2 separate regions of the Mus musculus genome follow, and region 2 is linked to region 1. Evidence: chromatin contacts called from public Hi-C data. All regions are on one chromosome and are shown on one strand. Each heading gives the region's core, a stretch centred on a gene start, on an enhancer-like site or on the middle of the called end of the contact. The rest is flanking DNA. Distances are from core to core; before and after follow the strand shown. Region 1 holds the start of Mir6344 (microRNA 6344). Region 2 overlaps Rhbdd1 (rhomboid domain containing 1).

Region 1 (6,394 bases), core at 273-2,772:
CTCCCAGTTTGAAGGGGCACAGGCCATCACTGTGGACAGGTATGGTGGAGGGAGTGTGAGATAGCTGGGTACATTGTGGCTAAAGTCAGACACAGAAAGGACAGGAAGTAGGGCTGGGCTAGTAAACTTTAGAGCTGACTCTAGGTGATTCAGTTTGTCCATCTAGGCCCTACTTTAAGGTCCACCTCCAGTTGAGAACCAAGTGTCCAAACAGTCAAGCTTATAGAGACAGGTCACAGTCAAGCCACAGCACGTGTTAATTTGTTGATGTCTCCTACTCTGAGATTGTCCAATAACTGATATGCTAAATGGTTTGAAATGGTAAGTTTGTCTTAAAATTTCATCATAATGTCCACCTTCCCCAAGTAAACCGTGCACTGATATTACAAAAGATGATTAGTTAAATAGGTTTTATGTGAAGAAAGCTACTACTTTTTATGCTGTGAAACTCCCCCTACTCTTATTTCTTGACATTAAGCAATAGGAAGCAGGAATGAAAATGGAAAGACATGCCAGAATGGTAAAAAACCTGCAAAGCAACAGAATAGTCTGTAGGTATGCAGTGACTTCCCCTGCCTATAAAAAGAACATAGCTGGCCTTTTACAGTATAAGGCTGTGGTAGATCTAGTTTAACTCCTCTTAAAGGTATAAAGGTGCTTCAGCTTGCAGGGTAAGGGTCAGAATCACAGCTTGGCCCTCTTCTGCTCTGAACTGTTTTGAGACATGTTCATCTAGAGGTGGCTTATTTTTGCTTCTGGTGTTAAAATCACAACCTTAGATATGAACATCTCTCATAAAGGGCTACTGTTAGGGCAGAAAACACATTCATGAATCCTTCTGGGGTCTTGTTTAATATAGGTGATTATTTAGTGTAACTAGCAGAATTTCCAAGCACATTTGTTTTGCTTGTGTGCATGTTTGTGTAGCTATAGGTACATTACATACATACACTTGTATGTGCGTTAGGACCAGCATATAGCCTGGGATGTTGCTCCTCATGCTCTTTCCACGTTGACGTCTTTCTTTTTTGAGACTAGTTTTCTCACTGGCCTGCAGCTTGCCCAGTAGTGAGTAGGGTAGGTGAGCAGTGAGCTCAAGCTTCAGGGAGGAACCTGTTTATGCCTCCCCAGCCCTGGATTATAAGTGTGCATCACCATGCCTGGCTTTTTATTATGTAGGTTTCACAGATCAAACTCAGGTCCTCATGCTCCACGGAGCTATCTCCCCAGTCTCTCCAAGTACATCTTATATGTAAAAACCACTGCGTTCCCAGGAGCCAGTCTGCTTTGTCAGCATTTCTTATACCCTCCTCTCGTCTTTTGTTTTTGATAAAAGAAATAAAATGTCCATGGTTCTTTTTAATAGAAATTTACACATATAAACTCAGAACAAAGGACTGTTTTGACAGCATGGAGTTCTAAGAAAGCAGGGCTCAGATGAAACGACCAGAAAGTGCCATTACATCCATGGCTCAAGGAACAACAGTGCTCGGCTGATGTATTCCAGGCAAACCCCACAGCATAAATCTTTAATACCACTGCCTTTCATGTGACATTTTTATATAAAAACTGTTTGCAGAGCAGTGTAACCTTTTCTGGTGTTCGTTCAAATTAATCAGGGCTGCCCAGGCCTCACGTTTCACCGTATAACTAACTGCTTGAGATACGTCAGCAAATACTATCAACACATTTTGATTTGGCTCCTTGTTTGGAGTCTCACCAGAACCAAATAAGGGGTTGACATACCAGTTTTCAAACAAGGTCAACGGTGAGGCTGCTGCTGCTGTGCTTAGATAGACATTCTGATGCCTGAGTGCCAGCCTGCAGTGTTTGTGCAGTGGGCCAAGGCCAAGGCTTTCTCTTCATAGCAGGTATAAATTTTGACTTCATAAAAAGTCATAAATTTTAAGTTTAGGACAAATTCTCCGTCTGTCTCTATCTCTCTATGTGTGTGTCTGTGTGTCTATCTGTCTCTGTCACACACACCACCACCACCACCACCACCACCACCAACAACAACAACAACAACTTACACACACTACCACCAAGGAGGAAGCATTCAATTTTATTTAAGTAACAGAATGCTAGTTAAGGAGTAAATAAGCTTATTTCTTCATTAGAAATAAGCTATACAAGTCTAAAATGGATATATATTTAGAACCATAGATCTTAGAATATTTACTGAGGATGGGTTTTCCATTTATTGAATAATTAGCAAAATATTTTAGAAAATATTTATCTCACTGTACATGACTCTTGATTGCAAACCAATTGTTATTTTTTGAGCTTACCTGACTCTAACAAGAGTTTTTAGAATGAGGATTTTGATTGACCCACTCTTCTGTGGATTTTGAGTCACCAAGGATATAGGATAGATACACACACACACACACACACACACACACACACACACACACACAGGTCCATCTATTGCTAGCTCTATGCTTTTGCTTGGACCTTCTCTGCTTGCCTTCCCTCATCTTCCTTGGAGGTTGTCCAATGGCCTGCAGAGTGTCAGAAGCACATGGCCTCAAAGCTTACGGCTATAGAGAAAGAGCAGTTGCTGCCTTCAAGAAGAGTCTGGGACTAGCATAACTGGCTCATTTTGGGGCAAAGCCAAGCTGAGGTAGGCTTGGATCTCCAAGCGGCCTCACTTGGATCAGAGCTGCTATTTTAGCACCACATGGTGTACTGAGACAGCCATTGAACTGTGCTCACTCTCCAAAGGCAGGGATGCTGTAGGGACCATAAACTAAAAGTAAAAAAGTAAAAATAAAAATCTGCCCATTATAGTAGCAGAGAGTCCTCAAGTAGACTCCATGTTCACTCATGATGATTGGTTTAGTCTTCCTAGCTACCTAGTCAGGGAGTTCAGTTGTGGAGCAAAAGCATCAGGGATAATGGACTTATATGCAAGAACATAAGACTCAGCATACAGATATACAGTTAGGTTTGCAAAGTAGCAGGCTAACAAAGAAGAGGGCTGGTGTTTAGAAGAAAGTGGATTTTATGAGGAGGCATACAAATGGATTCTAGGCTACAAACATACTGAGAGAATCCATTTCTTATTCCAGCATGCTGTTGTTTCAAAGTGGCTACCTTTCAAGAACTGTACAATGTATCAATAGCTGGGATATTAAGACTCTGACATAGACAATGTACCAAGCAAAACTGTACACTTTAGATAAAAAACAAAAAACTGAGTTATACATCTTCTTTTCTGCCATGCTAGGGAATTGAACTCACTATGGTGAGTGCTTGGTAAGTGTTCTATTGACAGAGTTATGCCTCCAGACCTGGAGTTTTATCCAAGTCTTATGAGTGTCAAGGGGAGAACTCATAGAATAAAGTAAAAGTGGCCAATGGAGGCTGTGTTGTCTTGAAGAAAAGAGGCTTCCTCTTGAGCTTCTCAGTTCTTCAGCCGGCACAGGAAAACATAACGAAGGCAAACCCAAGAGCTCCCTCTCCTCTCCTCTCTGTCCATCTGTCTGTCTCTATCTGTTTCTGTCTCTGTCACACACACACACACATACTCTCTCTCTCTCTCTCTCACACACACACACACACACACACACACACACACACACACACACACACACAATGCTGGTATCCCAAAGCAAACAGCTGCATGACTGGATGCTCTATCTTTCCATCCAGCTCCCTGCTCACATGCCCCCATCCTTCAATAGGTACAGCAATAAGAAAAGTGAGAAGATCAGAGGAGAGCAGTAAGAGCCAATGAATGAACAGTTGTATCCAATAATACCCCTGCCACATGGCAATCCATGAGAGAAATCAGAAGAAACTCTTTCCTCTTTGCTTTTAGCTCCCTATAAAATTTCTAATACATTTGATCTGCCTATCTCTCTATTAGTTATTTTTTCACTGATGTGACCCAAGAAAAGCAGCGTAAGAAAGAAAGGATTCATTTTGGCTCCTGGTTTGAGTGTGGAGTCCATAATGGCTGGGAAGTCAAGGCAGCAGGAGCTTTAAGCAGTTGGTCAAATTGCATCTCCAATCAGAGGACAAAGAGATGAATACCGATCTTCAGCTCACTTTGTCCTTTTTATTCACTCTAGGGTCTCAACTCATGGACAGTGCTTGCCCACACTTAGGCTAAGTCTTCTTACCTAAATTATTCCAATCTGGAAACTCTTACTGACACATACAGAGGTCTATTTTCATGGTGATTCTAATTCTAATAAAGTTAACGTGGAAGAGCAAGTATTACAGAGCAGGTGGTTGCTCCGTGCACTTCAATGCATAAACTTTACTGCTATCGTAAAACTGAGATGACTTCATTATACTTCCAGAGTTTCTAAGTCATAGGGGATGATATAGTGGTCCCCTAAGTTACATTTCCAGAAAGATCCCTGGGGAAATTGTTGCTATTCATGTAGAACTTCAAGAGCCAGTCAGAAGAAGCCAGTCGAATTTCAAGAGCCAGTACATCGGCTGAGTTCTAAGCTAGACTCCAGGTCCCAGTAATTAGGACCTGTGGTTTAGCAGAGAGGCGGGTTGAAGCTGTTTAGCAAGGGGGGATGCTCCTATTTATGACAAAAGCAGTGTGGTGATCTTAATTATCAACTTGATTGACATGAGATCAGTAAGAGGCCTGCTTCTAGGATCTGTGAGGGTATTTCCTGGAAGCGTTAATTGAGCAAGACCCTCACAGTAGGCTGCAGCTTCTGGCAGCAATCTAGATAAATAACAGGTCAGGGGTGAGAACAGGGACACTTTTGTATCTCTGTCTGCTTTGCACCCTGCTATTGAGTGTATTGTCCTTGTCACTGCCACTACTTCTGTTATTCTTCACCAGCATCAGAACTCTGCTTCCTCAGCCTTCCAATGAGGACTGAAGACCGGCAATGATCCAGGCTTTCTTTGCCAGTCTGGGACTGCTGAAGCATCCAGTCTGTGGACCGAAGAGCTAACTGGCTTTCAGCTTCTCTAGCACGCAGATGGTCATTGTTGAACTACTCAGGCCAAATCTTTTAAGCCAATCTAATAAATCCCCTTTGTAATATATATTAATTCTACTGTTCTGCTCCTGTAGAGAACCGAGACTAATACAGGAAGAATGTCAGAGCAAAGCAGAGGCATATGGTTAACTCCAGCTCATATTCGGGTAAAACTGGAGGGCTTGTGTCTCTGAGAATCGACATCCCTCAAGCAATAATTAGGCAGAGTTTTTAAGACATCAGAAAGCGCTCATTTTAGAAGGTTGATTCCAAGGCTGCTTGGGAGTGTGAGTGCAAATCGGGAAGGAAGTCAAAGGGCTTGCTACGTGGCATTGGCCTACAGGAAAGACTGAAGGTGGAGATTATGTGGATTCACAAACGGACTCATTCTAGGCTTGAGACCAACAGACCCATTTCATCCCCAGGCAAAACAGAGTGAGGGGGTGTTGGTGCTGACCAAATACTGAGCCAAGACAGACACTGGATGCAGATCTCATAACTGTGTTCAAAAGATGACTACTCAGGACCTATCATGATTAGAATCACCAAGCAGGGCCTACCGAGATCATCGTATTTCTCAAACTTTCTGAGATTGACTATGATTTTCAATCCAGGAAGAAACTTTCTTGACTAGAAACCTTGACTTTAGAATGTATAAAACTGCATTCCCAGGGTGGTTCTGCCTAGAGACAGACTTTGATTTTGTATGGCCAAGGGCTCTGCACTTAAATATCGTTGCTTCCTCCTGTTCTCCCATCTCCACTCTGGATGCCACCACAAATGAGCTCAACACAGACAATTCAAAACCTAAAAGGGAAACAGTAGGAAAACAGTAGGAAAATAGTTTGTTTCCAAGGACTGGCATGTTCTTATCTTCAATACAGATCAGTGACTCAGTATCTGATGGAATAATTAATATATATTAATATATATGTATATATATACACACACACATATGTGTATATATATATATACACACACACATATATGTGTATATATATATATATATGTATATACACACACACACATACACACACATACACACACATACACACACACACACCACACCACACACACACACACACACACACACACACACACACACACACACACATACATATATTTCTTCTCCAAACAATTAATGGTCAATTTCCAAACCTTGCCACACGGCTGTCTTCCAATCTTGCCAAACTCTCTGGAGGCAAGTGTCTTAAGTTCCAGAGGCAGCAAGAACAAGCCTAGAACAAAGTGACAGAAAAGAGCTGGGGCTTCTCCTGAACCCCAGAGCCCTCTGAGACATTCCAAGATCTCCCAGTACTGCTGTGCACACGCGTGCTTGTTGATCCCCTTTCAGGGAAACTTCATCACAACACTATTGTGACTTGGGCAAAGTTTTAGAAACTTCACAAATCAAGTCTAACTTCTCGAGCTCT
Region 2 (6,309 bases), core at 2,174-4,673, 290 kb before region 1:
GCTGCTTGGCACCACATGCATGGGTAAGAACATGGTAGCAACAGGAGTATGAGGCAGAGGACCTTTCCTCCTGCTGGACAGGAAGCAGAATAGGGCAAAACAGGAAGGGGCCAGGTCAGGACATAATTTCCAAAGACACACTCCGGGGACCTACTTCCTTCAACCAAGGTGCACCTCATACTTTTTTAGTACCTTGTAACACTGCAGTCATATTATAACTTCCGCAGTCCTAGTTTAGATCCACCAAGGGATTAAACCACTCAGTTATGCAGCACACACACAGGTGTGTTATACTAATGTGGAAATTTCCTTGGCTAAAACTGATCTTTATTTCTGTGCATCTGTGTGAGGCTTTGTGAGTGTATGTGCACCTCTTGCATGCGGGGCATTCTCCAGAAACAGGCATTGGATTGCCTGGGCCTGGAGTTACATGTGGTTGTGAGTCACCCTGTGAGTGCTGGGAACTGAACCTGGGTCCTCGGCTAGAGCAGTAGGCATTCCTAATGGCTGAGCCATCCCTCCAGCCCCAGATCTAGGATTTTCTTAATTTAAACACGTTCACAATCAAGGTTCGCTGTCACACCTCTCTCTGTGTATCCTTTCTCGGACCTCCTACCTGGTCTGGTCCCAATCCTTGTCCTAATCCAGAGGGATGTCAGACAGAAGGAGAGGAGGAAGAGAGAGCAGGTTAGACTGAGTTGCTCAGCTCTCACTGTGGCAAGGCCTGATACCGTGGTAGTTCAGGGAATGGACAGCTGTGTAAGGACAGTCAGAATGTGGCCTGACTTTTTTTTTTTTTTTCCTTTGCAAAGAACTGGACTGACCAGAACTTCAGAGCAGAGTATTCCATGAGTTTTAGAAATCTACAAAGCCCCTTTCACACAATGGTTTTTGCCAGGAGAATTCATTGGCTTAACCTGCGATCTCAAGTAGCTGCGGATGTCCTGCCTGTTGGTGCAAGTTCAAGGCATCTGCCCTGGACCAGATGCCTGTCCCTTCCCCCAGTCCAAATGATGACACCCTAATCTTTACTGTGGTGTATTTTCAGGTGAAGGCTTTTGTAGGTTGTTAGAGGAAGCCTCTACAACGGGGCTCGTGCCCTTGTAAGGGGCTGAGGCCAGAGCTTGTTGTCTGCCATAGGCACAATGGGGATGTTATCATCCTAGGCAGGGGACCACACCAGAGTCCAGTCACCCTAGCTCTTGGAACTCAAATAAGGGAAGCTAGGAAGCCACAGACTTTGGAAATACAGCTCGGTCTATTAATGAATTTTATGAATTTGCCAGGACCCTAGATTTCTTGACACATTTAGGAGCAAGAAACAGACTGACAGATGAGATGTCATGTATATGTATATGTATGCTCTTAAAAGCCTTAAATACTCAACACTAAACATTCTTCGAAGACCACAAGCCTGGGCAGTGTATAACTACATGTCCAGATGTATTGATATCAATGCATAATTATGGAGATAACCCCTGACCTGGGAAATTGTCCCTGACAGTCTTACTGGACCAGAGAAGCAGGGCTGTTGTTCAAATCCATCATTAAAGCTAAAAACCCTCTGGGCATTCATCTCTTTCAGGTGGAACCCTGGCCACGACAGTGACATAGTCAATCACAGGGCTGGGCCAATGGCTCTCAGCAAGGACAGTCCAAGGTAGATCCACAAGAAAGAAAGCAGCTTCCACCTTAGGGCCTCATTCTTTGCTGGGCCAAAGCAGCAAAGAAAGAAGAGCAAAAAAGACACTCGGTTAGGAGGCTGAAAACCAGCCAAAGAGGCACTCTGGAGACAGTGTGATGTCCACAACTTTGAAGTGGTAAGACCTGGCAGACAACTTGGAAGTGAGGACGACCCACGCCTGTGTGGATAAGCTATGAGATGAGTAGCCTGAGAGGCCTTCGGGAGAAGCACACAAGCAAGCAGAAGCCTTAGTCCTTGGTCCCTAGAGCTCTGCCTTTCTGTGCAGGTCAGTCAGCCCAGAACCGTGATGGTTAAAGCCAGTTCTATGATGTCATAAACCATCCTAGAAGGAGCACGTGCTTCTGCGTGCGATGGCGTTGAACCTAACCCTGAGTCTAATTCCCACTTTCTGTGTGGCCTTCTAGATGGAATAAACTCATTCTTACCCAGAATTCTGACCTGGTGTATGATAAGACTTGTGCATCTGTGTGCATCTCTATGTATACACGCATGTTCTTGCACGTACTTGGGTCTGCATGCGTGCATTCTACATGTGTATGTGCGTTAGCACACATAAGAAGAGGCTGCCCTGAGACTAAAGCATAGCACATTCAACAGACAAATCCTCCCAGGGGTTTCCCAGTGGCTCTTATGTGCTCTTAAGATAGCCTGCTTCTAATTGCCTCAGACTGGGGAGAATTCATCTCAAAAGTTATTTTGAGATGTTCTGTAGTATTGAGATTTGACAGCAAACAATGCTACTGAGTTACTCCTAAACACCTACTCATTATTATCAGAAAAGTACAGTGTACATTATGAACAGAAAGGAAAAAAAAAAAAAAAAAACAGACCTTAAGATTCTAGACAGCTGAAGATCTAGATAAAGGGATGGTAAATTACCCCCTAAGCATTTTTGGAAACGTGTGTGGATTTGGAAAGGTGTGTCCTACAGAAGGTTAGTACTGGGAGGCCTCCCTACAGTTTCAAGGAGAAAAAAGGAAGATTTGATAAAGTTTGTGAGGTGTCACTGTGCATGCTTAGCCCCAGGGGAAGCAGAGGTTACAGGCCAGCCTTGGTTACACAGCAAGCCCCAGGTGTGCCCCAGCAAGCCACACAGTGGGTGTGGAGGCACAGCTGAGTTTGAGCACCGGCTTTCCCTTTATGTTTGCCCTCAGACGACTTTTTGGTGCTGGTCCTTGGCTTACTTATTTGTACAATGAAGAAATCTAGGGAACGCACAAGGGCATTCTGAAGGCCAAGTGAATTAAAGGAGTCTAGCACCCAACCTGTTTCTCTGATAATTCCCTTCCATGGGCGCTCTCCTTCTGCTCTCTCCCCTCCCTCCCTCTCTCTCTCCTCCACCATCCACTCAGTCACACAAGCCAAGGCACACCCTTGATACACCTTCTACCTCAGCATCTTTCTATCCTACCCGCCACCAAAGCTTGGTGATTTTAACAAGTGGTCTCACAGCCCCCGTGCAGCATCAGGTTTCAGCCCACTGTTCTTCTGTTGCTTTCAAACCAGGAGCACAAGGCTCTTGCCTGAACTTCCCTCACTTGGACCAGTGGCTCAACAAAATGTTACTAAAAAGCAGAACGTGAGGAGGGTGCATAGAGAACATACAGAGAACATTTGAGATAAAAAAGAAAAGCAAGAAGGCCAGGCAAGGTGGTAAACACCTTTAATCCCGGTACTTGGGAGGCAGGCAGATCTGGGGCAGCCTGGACTATGTAACCAAGTTCTAGGCCAGCCATGGTGACATAGTGAGACCTTTATTCAAGAAAGAAAGCACAAGCAGACAAGAACAAAATTGATGGGTTTGTTGCTGCAAATGCAACAATTTCCAAGCGTTTCCTTGGATCTGAAGAGAGCCAGTAAGGGCATTTGACTTGGCTAAGGGCCCACACCTGATTTCAAGATAACTCTCCCAGGGTACAAAGACTAAGGGCAGTTAAGCCCCAGTGAGGAGAGCTGCCAACATGACTGATCTAAATGGAATGTGAGCCTATGAGTCATTTGTAGCTTTAAATACTATAGAGAAAAGAATTTGTAAAACATGCCCAAACAGCCTGGCTTTGATGTGGTGAACTCTTTCAAAACCACATTGTTCAAATTTATGCTAAAATGCAAAGCCCTCATGTTTACAATGGTGTTATTGGAGGAACATGGCAAAAAAAAAAAAAGTACCACTGTTCAATTTAAAGGCAAGACTTAAAACTTCAGAGCAATGGGGTGCTTCCCAGTACTAATTCCGAGCTGTTAAAGCCCAAGAGGCTAGCAGTGAATGCTCTTGCAGCATCTTGGCCTGATTGGGGAGTGGCTCTTTATATATTTTTGATCTTGTTAATTATGCCGTAGGGCTAGGGTAATGTCTCAAGGGTCACCATTGCCCCTGGGGCAGGCTACAAATGACACATAATGCAATGCTCTGTACCTGATGCTGTGAGCCTGGCTAGCCTTTCCAATACAAAACACCCACGCCAGAGTGATTTTATTATAAAAGACAGAAGGGCACTCTTTGGGATTATAAACATCTGAAAACAACATTGTCATGGATTGCACTCAGCTATTTTGGATACACAGGGGCCGGGTACAGCTGAAGAACCTAGCAAATGCACTGCCATGCTTGTATGCAGGAGGAGGAGGCAGAGGCAATCATGGCGGCGAGATCACACCGAGTGCAGAAGAAAATGAACAGTCAGCTGCAGGCAGAGTCCAGACACCAGAGGTGCAAGTCCCAGCAACAGTCCTTGACCCCTGTAGCTCAGTTACCTTGTTCTGAATGCAAAGGTACATAACTTTATAACCACAAAGAGCCAGGAGCCAGACTTGACACAGCCTGATTGTTCCAGGACCCACCCCCGCCCCCCACCATGTCTCCTACCAAGCACCAGGTCTCCCACTGTGACCTTTTTTGATATATCTTAGAGAAAGAGACAGATCTTCAAGAAGACAGGTAGGGTCCTTAGTGTGGGATAGAATCATGAGGGCAGAATCATGGATGAGGATTAGCACCACCTTCATGCCTCAGTGCCCGGGGGCTTACATGCTAGATGCCTGTGATGGATCCGACCTTGTCCTTTAGCCACTAGTACTGATAGCCACACCTTGGCACAAGTGGATAGTTCTTCCCATTCCCTTCCCTTCCAAATGAGACAACAACCCAATGTGTGAATCCAGCTGGCTGTTTTCCTTCCTCTTACACAAATGGAGAGAGTACGTGGGAAACAGTTTTGAACTCCAGAGAGCGTGTCAGTGTCCAATACAGCATACATGGACAAAGACGGAAAGGCAGAAGGGAGTATGATACGGACAAGGGTCATAAATCTTGATAATTTATTAAAACGGTCACAGTACTGGACACTGTTCCTTTAATGCTGCTGCATGTCAAAGCAGCTCAAGCTAGCTTGTGTTGGATCAAGAAAGGCACTGAGTAGGCATGGCCATTTTTCCCTGTCTGGGGTACCTACTATCAGGGGTGGGGGATGGCACCTCTAGGTCTAAGTGTATCCAGGGGATACAGATGAGGTTAGAGACAGGGGATCTGCAAGACGATGAACAACGGCTCTAATCACACTCCATAAAGAGAACACCATCCAAAGCTCTACGACCCGTGCAATATTAAGATGCATCTACAGTGTTTGGAGCTCATTGAAGCAGAGGGGCCACCCAGGCTCCCCTTTGTCTTACAGATGCTTAAGCAGAGGCAGAAGTTAAGAACACAGCTAGCTCTGACAGTGTCTGAAGTGAAACCAGCTCCCTGGCTTCAGTGCCTGTAGTGGCTATTCCTGGTTGTCAACTTGACAATATTTGGAATGAACTACAATCCGGAATTGGAAGGCTCACCAGTGACCCTTATCTGGAGGCTTGGAGATCCTTATCTGGATCTTGGTTTGAAGATCTTGAGCCATAGTGGCTATGGATTCCAGAAGATTGAATCTCCGAGTTAAGGAACACACCTTTAATCTGGGCTACACCTTTTGCTGGAGACAATATAAGGACATTGGAAGAAGGGAGTCTAGCTCGAGCTCTTGCTCCTTCGCCTGCTTGCTGCGTGAGACTGAGTAACTGCTAGATCCTTGGACTTCCATTCACAGCTGCGACTGAACAATTGTTGGGAATTGGGCTGCCGACTGTAAGTCATCAATAAATTCCTTTACTATTTAGAAATTATCCATAAGTTCTGTGACTCTAGAGAACCCTGACTAATACAGAAGTTGGTACCAGGAGTGGTTCTAGAGTAACAGAAGTACAAGGATGAATCTTTTAAAATTCTGGAATTGGCTTGTTGATCCACCAGCACTTTCAACTATTGAAACCTCTCCAGATTCTCTCCCTCCTGGGAGCTCAGAGAATTTTGAAGACCCATGGTTGAAACTATATTCCGAACTTAAAGAAGCTAATGCCCTTGATTTTCTTAATGAATTAGGTGATTCAGTGCACAAAGCTTTCTACAAGATGGGGAAAAAATCGAAAAATGATTTTACTGGCTGGCTGCTCTTAGTATCTGTGGAAAAAATGATGAATGAAAGGAAGGAGTTGTGTGATAAAATCGAAAGGCTCCAGACACAAGTAAACGATCTAAAAGTTGCTAAGTGTGTCCTTGAGGAGAATCTTCTCTC

What was found. Hi-C and Micro-C count contacts between places; a contact is called where the count stands out from the background.
Region 2: a Hi-C map of uterus shows a contact between it and region 1, with 3 times the contacts expected there. The contact joins two enhancer-like sites. A contact is called at or near these places in 3 of 484 Hi-C or Micro-C datasets (the HPC-7 cell line, myocytes and uterus).

The regions. Positions count from the first base shown.
Region 1 is chr1:82,131,324-82,137,717 of GRCm38.p6, reverse strand. It overlaps Mir6344 (microRNA 6344), which reads right to left and starts at 5,802; the gene lies at 5,699-5,802. Within about 2 kb of position 1,522, at least 7 of the 459 cell types and tissues checked have an H3K27ac peak or open chromatin away from gene starts, as enhancers often do. A contact at or near this core is called in uterus, where this site is marked.
Region 2 is chr1:82,426,650-82,432,958 of GRCm38.p6, reverse strand. The region is part of intron 6 of Rhbdd1 (rhomboid domain containing 1); the gene reads right to left. Among named protein-coding and RNA genes, the nearest start is that of Gm46095, 58 kb to the right of the region's middle. Within about 2 kb of position 3,423, at least 63 of the 459 cell types and tissues checked have an H3K27ac peak or open chromatin away from gene starts, as enhancers often do. A contact at or near this core is called in uterus, where this site is marked.